Linked DNA regions of Sus scrofa: regions 1, 2 and 4 are each linked to region 3. Evidence: chromatin contacts called from public HiChIP or PLAC-seq data. All regions are on one chromosome and are shown on one strand. The core of a region is the stretch at or near the end of the contact, and the rest is flanking DNA. Distances in the headings are between cores, read along the strand shown.

Region 1 (3,136 bases), core at 460-2,959, 56 kb before region 3:
GTGCCATCCTCAGAGCACGGATTTTTGTCCCTGGGGTTAAGGGGAGCCACGGAAGGGATAAGCCCAGGGGAGACGCCATCAGATTTGCTCTTGCTAACACAGCGCTGGAGGAGGCTGAGATGGGAAGGAGGCTGCACCAGCTCTGGGCCAGACACTCTGGGGGTCCAAATCCCTGCCCTGCCTGCTCCCCACTGCTGCACACTTTTTGGGGGCAACCACACCTGTGGCCAGGGATCGAGCCTGCACCACAGCAGTGACCGGAGCCACAGCAGTGACACCACTGGATCCTTAACCCACTGAGCCATCAAGGAACTCCTGGACTTTTTGGACTTAACCTGCCAGTGCCTTGGTTTCCCCATCTGTTCGGTGAAAATAAGAGGACTATGGGAATTAAGAGAGAAAAGCCATGGTAGCCATTATTGTTCATCAGTAAGAGAGTCGTAACGAATGAGAACGAGAGTGCGTGCGGACCAAAAAGGACAAAGTCACCGAAGCCTCTTTGTAAGCGCCTTAGGAACAATGTGACTGGGGACACATCAAACAGCTCCCCTTGGGTGTCAGCTGGGAACTGAGGCCGGGATTGGGCTCCCGCCCCCTCCTGCCGGTGCCCAGCCCGGCCCTGCCCGCATGACCCAGCTTCCTGTTTGTGATGCCAACGCTGGTGGGAGGAAATCGGTGCCCCCGCCCTGGGGCTGGAGGGCAGGAATGTGGACGTGTTGACGTCAAAGCGTGTCCTAGTTCTGGGGAAGTCAGATGGGAAGGGCTTCCTGCAGCGTCGCCTTTGATCCTGGCCTGGGCTGGGGGCGTGAGCCAGCCCTGAGCGGGCCCAGCCACTGGGAACTTTGCTGACGGGCGCCCCCGAGGGGGAGTCGGGGTCCTACCCCCAACATAGCTTTGCGGCCCTGGGTCAGCCACCAGCTCCCTCTTTGCAGCTTCGGTTCCCCCAGCCGTAAGGGGGGAGAAATGTGCATCTCAGAGCATCCTTCCCTCGGCAGATACATAGATGGGACCTGGCCTGGCCTGGATGATGGGGCAGGGAGCGAAGGAGGCCAACAGACAGTGGCCCGAAGCCTTTCTGGAGGTGGCTGCAGGAGGTTTGCCAGCATTAGGTCTGTGACTCAGGCTGAACTCTGGACCCAGGCACTTCCTGGCCCAGTGACTCAGTTTCCCCGATTCTTCAGGGGCATCTCACGGCACCTCTCAGCCTTGCAGAGGCTCTGAGGCACGGCTGCTGTCTGGCTGTGAGGTCCTTCATAATATCATTTATTACCGTGTCCGCAGGGCTCGACACAGGTGTTTTCACTTGATTCCAATTGAGCCCTAACAGGTAGGGACTGGGATTAGGCCCACTTTACAGAAGGGTAAAGTGAGGCTCAGAGAGGTGAAGGGAGTTGCCCAAGATCACTGAGCTAGAAAGTGGCAGCGCCAGAAAAAGAGCGCTGGTCTCCCTGACATCAGCAACGTGCCCTCCATTGAGAGGAGGGCACATCCGGTAGCAGACAGGGCCCTTGACCATCAGAGCATGTGGGGAAACTACCAGGCCCCCAGACTTCGAGGAGATTGACTCTCAGACCCTCAAAACCTGGGTGCCTACCCTTGTCCAAGGGTGATTGACTTTGGTCCCCCGGGCACCAGGCTTAGGGCCTGGAGTCAGCCTCACCCCTGCCCCACACGTCTGGGAGGATGGTGGCCCAGGCTCTCCACCCCTGTGTGGTACTGGGTGAGGGGGTGCATGCCCAGGGTCGTGGGGAAGAAGTCCTGAGGAGGGCTCAGAGCCAGGCCTTGGGACAGCATGGGTGCCTCCAAGAGGGAGGAAACATGAGTGAGTTTTCCTGGGAAGGGCACCAAGAGTAGTTTCCAGAGCCTTCTACAGCCCTCTGCTCCCTTCTTCCTCCTTTCCTACCCACCCTCTCATTGCCTCTCTGCCTTTCTCCAGGACACTGCTCAGCCCCATTCTGGGGCCAGAGAAACCTGGGTAAGAATCCGAACTTGGCCATCTGTAGCAGTGGGAACTTGACCACTTTTTCTTTCGGAGTCTCTTTCGCTTTCTCTTTGAATAAATACATCAAGGAAATTCTCATTGTGGCTCAGCGGTAACAAGACTGACTAGTATCCATGAAGATGCAGGTTCGATCCCTGACCTAGCTCAATGGGTTGCCATGAGCTGTAGTGTAGGTCCCAGATGTGGCTCAGATCTGGCGTTGCTGTGGCTGTGGCGTAGGCTGGCAGCTGCAGCTCCGATTTGACCCCCAGCCTGGGCCCTAAAAATGCAATACATATATACATACATACATACATACATACAACAAGATAACACCAGCCACATTTTAAAGTTGTTGGAGATCAAGATATGGTGTTTTGAAAGTACCTGGTACAATAGCTGACATATAGTAATCATTTGATTAAGTCATAGCTGCTTTTATTGCTGCATATGGTGGCATTCATAAATATGCAAACATTTATAAATATATAAATTTACAGATGTCCAGACAACAGAAAGAGCTCCATGGGTGACTGTAAAGCCCTTTCCTCAGATGCCCGGTAGGTGGCGGCAGAGGCCCCTAGTTGAATGAACCCTTCACAGCTCTGGTGAGACATGCAGCCCCCCCCCCCCGCCCCCCCAGAGCGCCCAGGGCTGTTAATCCCACCAGCAGATGCTCCCTGAACACCCCCAGCAAGGTACCTGAGCCCAGGGGCAGTGGGAATAGGGGAGAAGGGCAGTAACTTCTTGCCAGGGAACAGGTCGGGAAGGAGAGAACTGACTACTTTCAAAGAAAGCTGGGGTTCAGTTCTTTTGCATGCATATCCCGATGTGGGACTGCAGGATCATACGGTAGTTATATTTTTAATTTCTTGAGGACCCTCCATACTGTTGTCCACAGCGGCTGCACCATTTTGCCTTCCCACCAACAGTGCTCAAGGGTTCTGGTTTCTCCACATCCTCACCAACACTTGTTTTCTTTGGTTGGTGATTTAAACAAACAAAAAAACAAAAAACAACAACAAAACAAACAAAAAAACACCCTGACAGGTGTGAGATTTTGATGATTAGTGACACTGAACCCCTTTCAATATACCCGTTGGCCATTGTGTGTCTTCTTTGGAGAAATGTGTATTCAACTCCTTAGCCCATTTT
Region 2 (3,044 bases), core at 219-2,718, 55 kb after region 3:
TGAATGAATGAAAAGGGAAAGCTGGAGGTCAAAGGGAAGGAGAGGCAACTGGGTTTATGATCCAGGGGAAGAGTTTGGTTCACCGCCCCCACTCTCCACCAGACCCAAGCTGGCACTGTGCATTCTGAAGCCTCCCACAGAAATAGGTACCAGCATTTCCCTCTATTTATAGATGAAGAAACCCCCTGCTGGCCCCGCTTTGTGAACATGAGCCCCCACCTTCCTCCCCCAGGATTTTTCAAGCTCTGTATTAAGCATAACCTTAGGGGTGGTGTCAGCTATAGAACAGGAAGTTCAGAATGAGTTTCCCCCACACTGGTCTTATGTTATAACTACCTTCTCCTCTAACCCACCAGTCCTGGAAGAAGATGCTGATTGATTGATTTTTTTGGTCTTTTTTTTTTTTTTTTTTTTTTTTTTTTTTTTTTTTTAGGGCCACACCGGTGGCATATGGAAGTTCCCAGGCTAGGGGTCCTATCAGAGCAGCAGCTGCCTGCTTACACCACAGCCAAGCCAACAGCCAGATCCGAACAGCATCTGCCACCTACACCACAGCTCGCGGCAACGCTGGAACCTTAACTCACTGAGTTAATGCCAGGGATAGAACCCACATCCTCAAGGATACTAGTCAGGTTCATAACCCGCTGCTCCACAACTGGGGAACTCCGAAGGAGATGCTGATTACCTGTGAATTTTGCAGAAGGAAACAGGCTCATAGAGGTGCCCCCGCCTGCAATAGACCGGGTTGGGAGCCTGGCTCAGTGAATACCGTTGGTAGGAACCACAAACGGAAGATGCAAGTAGAGACCGGAGTTAGCAGGCCAACCACAATAGCTGCAGGTGATGAAACATTTGCTAGGTGCCAAGCATCACACTAATCCGTCACCCAACTTTCTCATTTGATCCCCCCAAAAAGCTCCTCCAGTAAGTGTCATCCTCATGTGTGTGCAGACCTGGAAAGGGGTGTGGGCTCAGAGAAGCCAAGTGTCTTTCCTAGAGAGGCACAGCAGGGACCACTTTACAAATCTAGGCCCTCCTGACCTCCTCTTTTCTTTCACAGTACCCGGCCCTTCCTCAGAGTCAAACGTTGTGCATAGCCCAGATCTGGACCATTCCATGTAATTGTCACCACGCAGGGAAACTGTTTTATATGTGCAAGGTAACGGAGGCTCACAGAGGCAGTGGGATTTGCTCAAGGCCACACAGAAAGTGATGGAAAACAGACGGGGGTGCTTCGAAGGAATGACCGTGCGAGTCCTTGGGTGCTTCTTCCGCCTCGGAGAGCCTCGACCCCCACCGCGCTCCCGCCAAGGCCCGCCCCTCCCCCTCCCCGCCCCCCAGGCCCTCGGGCCCCCCGGGCCCCTTTAACCGGGAGGCGGAAGGGGCGGCCGGGGGCGGTGGCGGCGCCCAATGAGCTGCGCAGAGCGTCACTTCCCGGCGGCGGGAGGCGAGCGGCGAGTGTCGGGGGCGGGGGGCGGCCGGCGGGGGCGGGGCGGCCGGAGGAGGCGTTGGCAGCGGGCTGGGACCCACGCGGCGCCGCGGCCCACCTGGCCTGCAGCGCTCCCACCCCCGGCGGCAGCGGCGGCGGCGGCGGCACGATGCCCTTTGACTTCAGGAGGTGAGTGTGGCGACCCCGGCCACCGGGGAGTCCCCTCCGCGGGCACGGGGCGGGGGGGGGTGCATCCCTCCCGCCTGGGATGCCAAAGCGGCCTCCCTCGCCCGGTGCATGCCTCCGAAGGCCTCGGGGACCCCGGGCGGCCCCCAGCCGCACACAAAGGGCCCCCTCGTGCAGCGGGAGGCGAGGCCACCCACCTCTTGTTTCGCTCCACCGTTTCCCTCCGGGGAGTCCCCTCCCCAGGCTGCCCCGGCACCTCGCAAACTCGCATCCCGGTCCTCCCCAGGCTGGGAAACGGATTTCCTGCTTCCCCTAGGTTAGGAGCAAGCCAGCCACCCCCTTCCTCCCCTCCACAGAGCCTCATTGCGTGGACCCCACCCTAGCTGACAGGTGCGTGCAGGGTACCCCGGATGAGCCCCCGGGGATCCGCAGGGGTCTGCAGTCCCACCCGCCAGGCAACAGCTGGAGCGTTTCAGGTTTCCTTAAGCTCAGGCTCTCCCACGCAGGAGGCCTGTCCTCCAGCCCCCCTGGTCCTGCGCTCTGGGTCTGGGGGCTGCATGGGGAAGGGCAGGAGGCCGCAGGCTCTGCTCAAGGCTCTGCAGAGGGCCCAGCGGGGTCTGGCCCTGGCTTTCTGCAATCACCACAATGGGCCCTTTGTGGGTGCAGCCGCCTCATGGTCCACGTTGTGCTGGGCCAGGCCTTCTGGAGGCCTGCTGACAAGGGGTCTTCAGCAGACTTTACCTTGGGGTGTCGAAGCGCCAGGAGATGTCCTGGCCTGAGGCACCCACACTGCTGGCGGGCGGGGGTATAGCCAGGAAAATATCAGGGCTGTAGTGGGGAGAAGCTGGATTAGAATCCTGTCTCTTCCTCCTCCATTGAGCAGCTTGGCATCTTCTAGAAGTTAGGGGCAGAGGCTCTGGGTTCAGGTCTCCCCTTAGTTGCTCAGCTGGATGACTTGGGCAGATGTCTGTGCCTTCTCAGTATCTGTCACCACCTGAAGATTGGGGCTAAAAATAAAGTCCCCACCTGTGAGGGCTGAGTGCATGCAACGGGCTTAACTCAGAGCTCTGAAATGGGACGTTGGTGGACAGGCAGCCTCCCCATGAAGCCACTTTCTCATCCACAAAATAAGGATTCTGGTGCCTGCCTGCTCCTTCCCACCCTACAGGTGTGAAGGAAGTTGGGGTCAAGTGACAGCCTCCCCAGAAGAAGAGCCTGGCGGTGACCGCCATGGCACGTGGGCGTTTTGAGGTTCAAGCCTGGAGAGAACATTGGCCTTGGACCTCTTGCCCTGGCTGATGTGGCCCTCGGCCTGCCCTGGGCACCAGTGCCATGTCATAAACAGCTGGCCCCTTGCTCCCAGCCCTGGGGCTGGCACCCCAGCTAAATGCTGGCAGACCCAGGGCAGTTACAAAGAAGCAGTAAGCCC
Region 3 (3,385 bases), core at 558-3,057:
TTCCGCCGGCATTCTTGATGGAATCTGGAAAACAAAGGGCAGCGGGTTACTTGAGAGCCCAGGAGAACAACCCCAACCCCAGGGAGAGGGTGTCTAAGAGATGCTGTGTGTGTCCTGTCCAGAGGTGGTCACTATCACCTCATGCCATCACATGGGCCCTGTTCCTGGAGGCGGATGGGGGCACTGCGCAAGAGGAACAGGGCATGTAAACCCAGACCAGGGCATGTGAGCAGACCCATGTGGGACAAATTAAGTCAACATTCTGAGATTCGGTTTGCTAACCTGTAAAGTGGGACATCAAATCTATGCTTCATAGGGATGCCACCCACACCTGACTGAGAGTAATGTCTACAGCTTAAAAGAATGTCCCTCAAGTTCTTGCTGTAGAGTTTAGGCTCGGTGGCTCAAACTAAAACAGGGAGGCACAGGTCCCAGGCATCTTGTTCCACTTATTTACCGATGAAATCGATTGCCTCATTGAACCAGGAGCTGATGTCCGCCTTGTGGTTGTCCTCAACGGGGATGCTCTTGTACTGGTAGTGACCCTCAAAATGGTTGGGACAGTTGGCCGAGACGTTGATCAAGGCAGTGATACCCAAGGCATCCAGCATGTCCTTGCGAGAAGCATGGTAGGCACTCCCCAGGTAGAGAAAGGGTAGGATCTCCACTGGGCCACCCTGAAATCCAGAAACATCCAACACTTGTCAAGCCTTGTTCAATGGCAATGCTCATGCCCACACCCACAAAAACTCCCTGAACAAGTCAGTTTCAATACTGGGTGACCTTCGCAGCATCTTGCTGGTATAGAAAATAGGGGACTAAGCCCAGTTGCTTGGGCAGGGCCAACAAAGTTCACTTCTGTAGTGCCAACAATTAGAGACTCAGCTCCATCATACCACTTAACCACGGGATAAATATCCCCGTGTCCCCCGTTATAAATAAAGCTGCATGTCACTTTCTATATTCTCCTACATTTACCAGCTGTTCCTTCTCCCCTCTGGTAAGGCCCCCTACTAACCTGATCGTAGAGTGGAGTGCTGCAAGAACTGCACCCTGATTCGGTGCTGTCAGGGACGCTAGTACTCAGGGGAAGGCTGAGCCCCATGGGGGTCGACTGTTTGCTGCAGAGCTCCGGGCAGGAAACAGAAAAAGCTTCATATCCTCCTGGGAATACAAAGAGACATTTTTTTTCCCATTAGTACCGCCGACACAGGGCACCCTTCAAACAACTCCGCTATCCAACGGGACTGGAAGTTTACCCCGGAGAGGCCCAGGCGAGTCTTTGTTCACAGACCAAACAAAGCCAACAAGTCCCCAGAATGCGGATCGAGCGCCCAGGCGCTCCAGGTGGGGCAGTCCCCTAGATGCTGAGAGCCGGGGGTCCCCGGGCTAGGCGACAGGGGGCGTGCGGCCCGCCCCTGAGCGTCCCCGAGGGCGTACCTTTGAGCAAGAAGATTTGCGCGCCGCGCGCCTCGCGGCAGAGCGCTCCGGCGGCCAGAGCCAGGGTGCCGTCGCGTTTGGCGCACTCCAAGGCAGCGCTGCGCTCGTCCAGCAGCACCACGGCGTGGTAGGCGCCGGCCAGCAGGCGGCCGCGCAGCTCCGCGTTGGGCACGATGTGCTCCAGGCCCATGGCGCCCTTGGCCCGGCGCCGCACGATGGTACTGAAGCGCACGTTGACGGAGCCGGCGATGTGGCCGGCGTTGAAAGCGAAGAAGGAGCGACAGTCCAACAGCAGACACTGCGCCGCGCGCTCCCGCAGCAGCGTCCTCAGGCCTCCGGCGTCCAGGGATCCCACTTCCATGACCATGGCCGGCCCCAGCGCCCCCAGCGTGAAGTCTTCTTGTGCTCTTTGTCCTCGGAAGCCAAGGGGAGGGCGACGGCTTTCGAGGAAAAGCCTGACCCTCGTTTTCTTTAAGCCAAACTCCAAACTGCCTCTGGGCTGAGCGAAGGGTCTTCGTGCGGGTCTCTCGACCGCCTCGGGTTCCTTACTGCTCCCCTGCCTGCCCCTCCAACCCGCGTAGAACCTACAACCCCAACGTCCTTCACGGCGAGTCAGACCCGCGGGAAGCGCGCTTATATGTGGCCTCTCGGCGGGCGGGGCGGGGAGGGGCGCGCGGAGGCGCGCGCGCGCGCGCGCGCGCAAGGGGAGGGGGTTGTTTGTTTGAATGACGGTCACGTGACCGGTGTGGTGACGTCACCCGCCCTGCCGGGCTTGGCGCCGGCCGAGCCAAAGGGGAAGACGTCATCGGCCTCTGAGTGGGGTCCGCTGGCTGCGCTCTGGCTCGGGTCCCATCCCCCGCCGGGCCGTCCGGCCTGCGCCTGGCGCGTCCCCGGGGAGCTGGCCCGAGCTACTCTCCGGGACCGGCAGGGAGGAGAGAGGAAGGGCGCGCGAGCAGCTGAAGGCTGACCTCGGTGTTGAGAGCGGCTGGGAGATCAGGCCGCATGCCACCGGCCTCCGCCTCCCTTCCCCCCGCCCTGTGCCCCTTCCCCGCGCCCCCTCCGCCGCAGAGCAGAACGGAAAGGGGTTTCCTGCGTTTTTGCAGAGATGTGGGCCCCTTTCTCTCATTTCCTCATCCCCAACAGGCGAGGAAACAGGTTCTCAAGGAGAGGCTATTTACTTGCCCAGCATCACGCTGCTGGGGGTCGAGGGACAGAGAGGAGCCTGAAATGAAGGTTGGAGGAAAATTAACGAGTTTGTCCAGCCAAGAACAACCGGGGTGAGTTGGGGTGGAGGTGTTCAGGGAAATATTTTCCTACTCCCCAGACTACTCTCCTGTTACTTAAAAATAAAATGTACATTTAACAAGTAAAATGCCTTCCAGTCAAACCCAAGAGGAAAAAGGTCTTTCTCAGTCATGTGCTTGCCCAGACCATTGTGAACTAAGAAAGGTTAGAAGATTTCAGAGGGCTGAAATCCTGGTCGGGGGGGTCGTAAAGTCAGGTCGAGGACTGCGGGGTTCCGTGTTAAGGGAGGCGGACCCCCCCCCCAGCGCGGCTCGACAGCGCCCTCCCGAGGCCGCCAGACATGTTTTGGGTCACGTTTACTTAAAGACAGTTGTAGCCACTCCATCTCTTTATTCCCCAAATGTGCACTGATTGAGCACCTAACTCTGCCCTGGGCTGGGAGCCTCCAGCTGGGAACAGGAGTCAGGAACAGGAGCCGGGCCCAGCCCCCACGCCCTGGTTCTCGCCACTAATATGGGCTTAACTCGAAATCCCCATCCTGGGTGCTCTAAGAGGATTACCAGGACCTGGACGCGCATTTGGGGAGACCCGCATGCGGTTACCCTCGTCCTGGGCTACCGAGTGACAACCCCCACCCCCCACCTCAGGCGGCAGAGCCTCCTTCGGGCGGCACCGATGTGCTAGGTACACAAACATAAAC
Region 4 (3,158 bases), core at 403-2,902, 38 kb after region 3:
ATTGATTTTTACATTTAAAAACATAATTTTACTGCTAGCCAGGCCCACCCCTAACATAGCAGGACCCCAAGAAAGAGCAAAAGGAAGCCCCCCCCACCTCCTTTTTTGGTCTATTTAGGGCCACACCCGCAGTATATGAAGGTTGCTAGGCTAGGGGTTGAATCTGAGCTGCAGCTGCCAGGCTACACCACAGCCACGGCAACGCGGGATGTGAGCTGCGTCTGAGACCTACACCACAGCTCACGGCAACACCAGATCCTTGACCCACTGAGCAAGGCCAGGCATTGAACCCACGTCTTCATGGATACTGGTCAGATTCGTTTCCACTCAGCCACAATGGGAATTCCCAGGAAGCTCCCTTTTGCTCTTTGGTGTGTCCCCTCCCTTTGATAGGGATGGAGCAGGCATAGGTAGTTATAAAAGTCCCAGTAAAGGACCGAAGTTAAAGAAGGAAGCTTAGGGGACATTGGGAGGTCACTGTAAGCTAATAACTGCTCAAGAAAGCCATCAGCACCAGGCAGGCTCATTGGAATAGTGGAGGCAGAAAATGTGCCTCAGGTCATTGGGTGAGAAGAGGGATGAGGCCTGCATTCAGATTCAGACCCAGGGCAAGAATTTGAAGACCGTCCTTCTGCTGCTTTGAATACGCTCCTTCCTGGATACTAAGGAGGAGCTGCTACTCCCAGAAAGGAAGAGGTGGGCTTTCCCAACCCCCACCCGCCTTGGAGGATAAAACTGTAGTCCAACAGAACCCTCGGGGCAGAGCTTCCATGCCTGCCCGCTTGCATCTCTCACAAGTGTCCTGTCCTAATCAATCTATTTCTTGCCCATCACTTTGTCTCTCACTGAATTCCTTCTGCGCGGAGGCATGAAGAACCTGAACCTCAGTGAGTCCAGACATCCGGTGAGTGCTAATTTAAGATGCGGGTCCGAGTCCCAGTCTGGGTTCTGGCTAGGTTCAGGCCATTAATACTGTTAGTTGCACTTTCGATTCCTGTCCCAGATCCAGCCTCTGGGCAGCTATGAGAGGACAGCCCAGCTCACATTTGCTCTACTTACTCCCCACGCTCCAAAGCAGACCCCTGGTCATCCCTCGGCTCTAGGTCTGCCCTTATCAGGCAGGACCCCGGACACAGGCCCGTGCAGTCTCTGGAAGTGAACTTGAACATTTAAGGCGGGGGCTGCACGGACCCTGGCTGTCCAGACATGGCTGGAAGTATTAGTACCACCTACCCAATGGAAGGATTACCAGCATCTTCATCTGAAGATTTTCTGTATTGTTGGAACATTTTACCCTTCACGGAACATTCGGGGTCTCTACAAGAGGACACAGGGCAGGGGGAGGGCTGGGACACCAGGAAGAGCCGTCGTGCATTTGGGGTTTTGTCACTTCTTCACTGAGGGTCCTGGAGCTGAGCTCCAATTTCCTTCTCTGTTAACAGGGAATCAGAATAACCCCTTTCCAGGGTTATTGGAAGGATCGAGTGGCACATTTTTAAAAATGTAATTATTACTATGTTTTAAATGGCAGTCGATGCCAGGAATATTCGGCTGATCCTGCTGGGGTGGTTTCAGCAAGCCTATTTCCTGGTCCTAATCACTTCCTCCATCAGCCCTGACGTCAGGCTCAGCCCTTACCTCACTCACCCTCCCCGCCCTGACCCTCCCAGGAGCCACCTCACCACGTCCTGACCCCAAGCTTAGCTCATCCCCACCCTGGGACTCAGCCTGAGAAGCAAAAGGGCCCACTTTCTCTTTCACCTCCGTTTGAGGATATTATGCCAAGTGAAATGGGCTGGCCTCAAAAAGACACTTTATGATTCTACTTAAAGAAGGTACTTAGAAGAGTCAAACTAATAGAGACCAGAAGTAAAATGGGGGTTGTCAAGGGTTGTGGGGAGGAGAGAAGGAGGCGTCATTGTTTAACTGCTCCAGAGTTTTAGTCTGGGAAGTTGAGACAGTTCTTTAGGGTGATGGTGCCAGGGTTGTAGAACCAGGTGTGTATGCCCTTAATGTCACTGAAATGTACACTTAAAAATGGCTTAAATGGGGAGAGTTCTTGTCCTGGCTCAGTGGTTAATGAACCCAACTAGTATCCATGAGGATGCAGGTTCAATCCTTGGCCTTGCTCAGTGGGTTAAGGATCTGGTGTTGCCGTGAGCTGTAGTGTAGGTCGCAGACGCAGCACATATCCCGTGTTGCTGTGGCTGTGGTGTGGGCTGGCAGCTACACTCTGATTGGACCCCTAGCCTGGGAACCTCCATATGTCATGGGTATGGCCCTAAAATGTCCATATGTCATGGGTATGGCCCTAAAATGACAAAAGACACACACACACACACAAACATGGTTTAAATGGTAAATTTTGTGTTTAGATATATATTATCACAATAAAAATATATCTTTAGGAGTTCCCATTGTGGTGCAGTGGTTAAGGACCCAATAGGTCAAAGCTGCAGCTCAGATTCAATCCCTAGGCTGGGAACGTTCATATGCTAGAGGCACAGCTGGAAAAGAAAAAAAAAATGTATGTATATGTGTATATGCAACTGGGTATATATAGATATAGATATCTTTAATCATTTCATTTAATAAATGTTTTGAAGTTGGAAAAAAAATCCTAGAAACTATCCACATGTCTAGCAGCAGGAGAATGGATAAATTATGCACACAAGAGTTTCCGTTGTGGCTCAGCGGAAATGAATCTGACTAGCAACCATGAGGACACAGGTTCAATCCCTGGCCTCACTCAGTGCGAGATCAGCTACAGCTCCAATTCAACCCCTAGCCTGGGAACCTCCATATGCCATGGGTGCAGCCCTAAGATGGTGTATGCGCGCGCACACACACACACACACACACACACACACACACACACACGCACACACGCACACACACGCACACACACATACAATGTGCTACCACGAAGCTGTGAAAATGAATACTCCACACTTGCACACATCAACATGGAGGAATTTCCTAAAGATAATACATGAAAGAAACAAGTTGCAAAATCATACCCTCCAATTTTATGAAGGTCAAAACACTACAATGTATACACAATACAATGTACACACTATACACACACACACACACACACACACACTAAAACTAAAGAAAAGCAGAGAAGTGACTCAAGCAAAATTCAAGATGGTGGC

The links. HiChIP or PLAC-seq counts read pairs in DNA pulled down with a chosen protein or histone mark.
Region 1: a contact with region 3 is called in an H3K27ac HiChIP or PLAC-seq map of alveolar macrophages. The contact joins the enhancer-like site here to the promoter of DUSP1 in region 3. A contact is called at or near these places in 1 of 5 promoter capture datasets (liver), 19 of 47 Hi-C or Micro-C datasets (alveolar macrophages, blood, brain and 12 more) and 2 of 2 datasets of contacts at active chromatin or transcription factors (alveolar macrophages and skeletal muscle).
Region 2: a contact with region 3 is called in an H3K27ac HiChIP or PLAC-seq map of alveolar macrophages. The contact joins the promoter of ERGIC1 here to the promoter of DUSP1 in region 3. A contact is called at or near these places in 3 of 5 promoter capture datasets (fetal liver and liver), 11 of 47 Hi-C or Micro-C datasets (alveolar macrophages, blood, brain and 3 more) and 2 of 2 datasets of contacts at active chromatin or transcription factors (alveolar macrophages and skeletal muscle).
Region 4: a contact with region 3 is called in an H3K27ac HiChIP or PLAC-seq map of alveolar macrophages, with 2.4 times the contacts expected there. The contact joins the enhancer-like site here to the promoter of DUSP1 in region 3. A contact is called at or near these places in 13 of 47 Hi-C or Micro-C datasets (adipocytes, alveolar macrophages, embryonic fibroblasts and 7 more) and 2 of 2 datasets of contacts at active chromatin or transcription factors (alveolar macrophages and skeletal muscle).

What each region holds. Positions count from the first base shown.
Region 1 is chr16:51,512,699-51,515,834 of Sscrofa11.1, reverse strand. No RefSeq gene overlaps it. Among named protein-coding and RNA genes, the nearest start is that of TRNAE-UUC, 38 kb to the right of the region's middle. Within about 2 kb of position 1,709, at least 9 of the 83 cell types and tissues checked have an H3K27ac peak or open chromatin away from gene starts, as enhancers often do. A contact at or near this core is called in alveolar macrophages, omental adipose tissue, retroperitoneal adipose tissue and 1 more, where this site is marked.
Region 2 is chr16:51,401,937-51,404,980 of Sscrofa11.1, reverse strand. ERGIC1 (endoplasmic reticulum-Golgi intermediate compartment protein 1) reads left to right here and starts at 1,468. Exons shown (of 10, transcript XM_003134052.6): 1 at 1,468-1,618. The coding sequence starts at 1,599.
Region 3 is chr16:51,456,684-51,460,068 of Sscrofa11.1, reverse strand. It overlaps DUSP1 (dual specificity phosphatase 1), which reads right to left and starts at 1,807. Exons shown (of 5, transcript NM_001256075.1): 1 at 1,441-1,807; 2 at 1,019-1,164; 3 at 458-677; 4 at 1-24. The coding sequence starts at 1,807. It overlaps LOC102166710 (a long non-coding RNA gene), which reads left to right and starts at 2,187. Exons shown (of 5, transcript XR_001304774.2): 1 at 2,187-2,717.
Region 4 is chr16:51,418,890-51,422,047 of Sscrofa11.1, reverse strand. No RefSeq gene overlaps it. Among named protein-coding and RNA genes, the nearest start is that of ERGIC1, 17 kb to the right of the region's middle. Within about 2 kb of position 1,652, at least 15 of the 83 cell types and tissues checked have an H3K27ac peak or open chromatin away from gene starts, as enhancers often do. A contact at or near this core is called in alveolar macrophages and retroperitoneal adipose tissue, where this site is marked.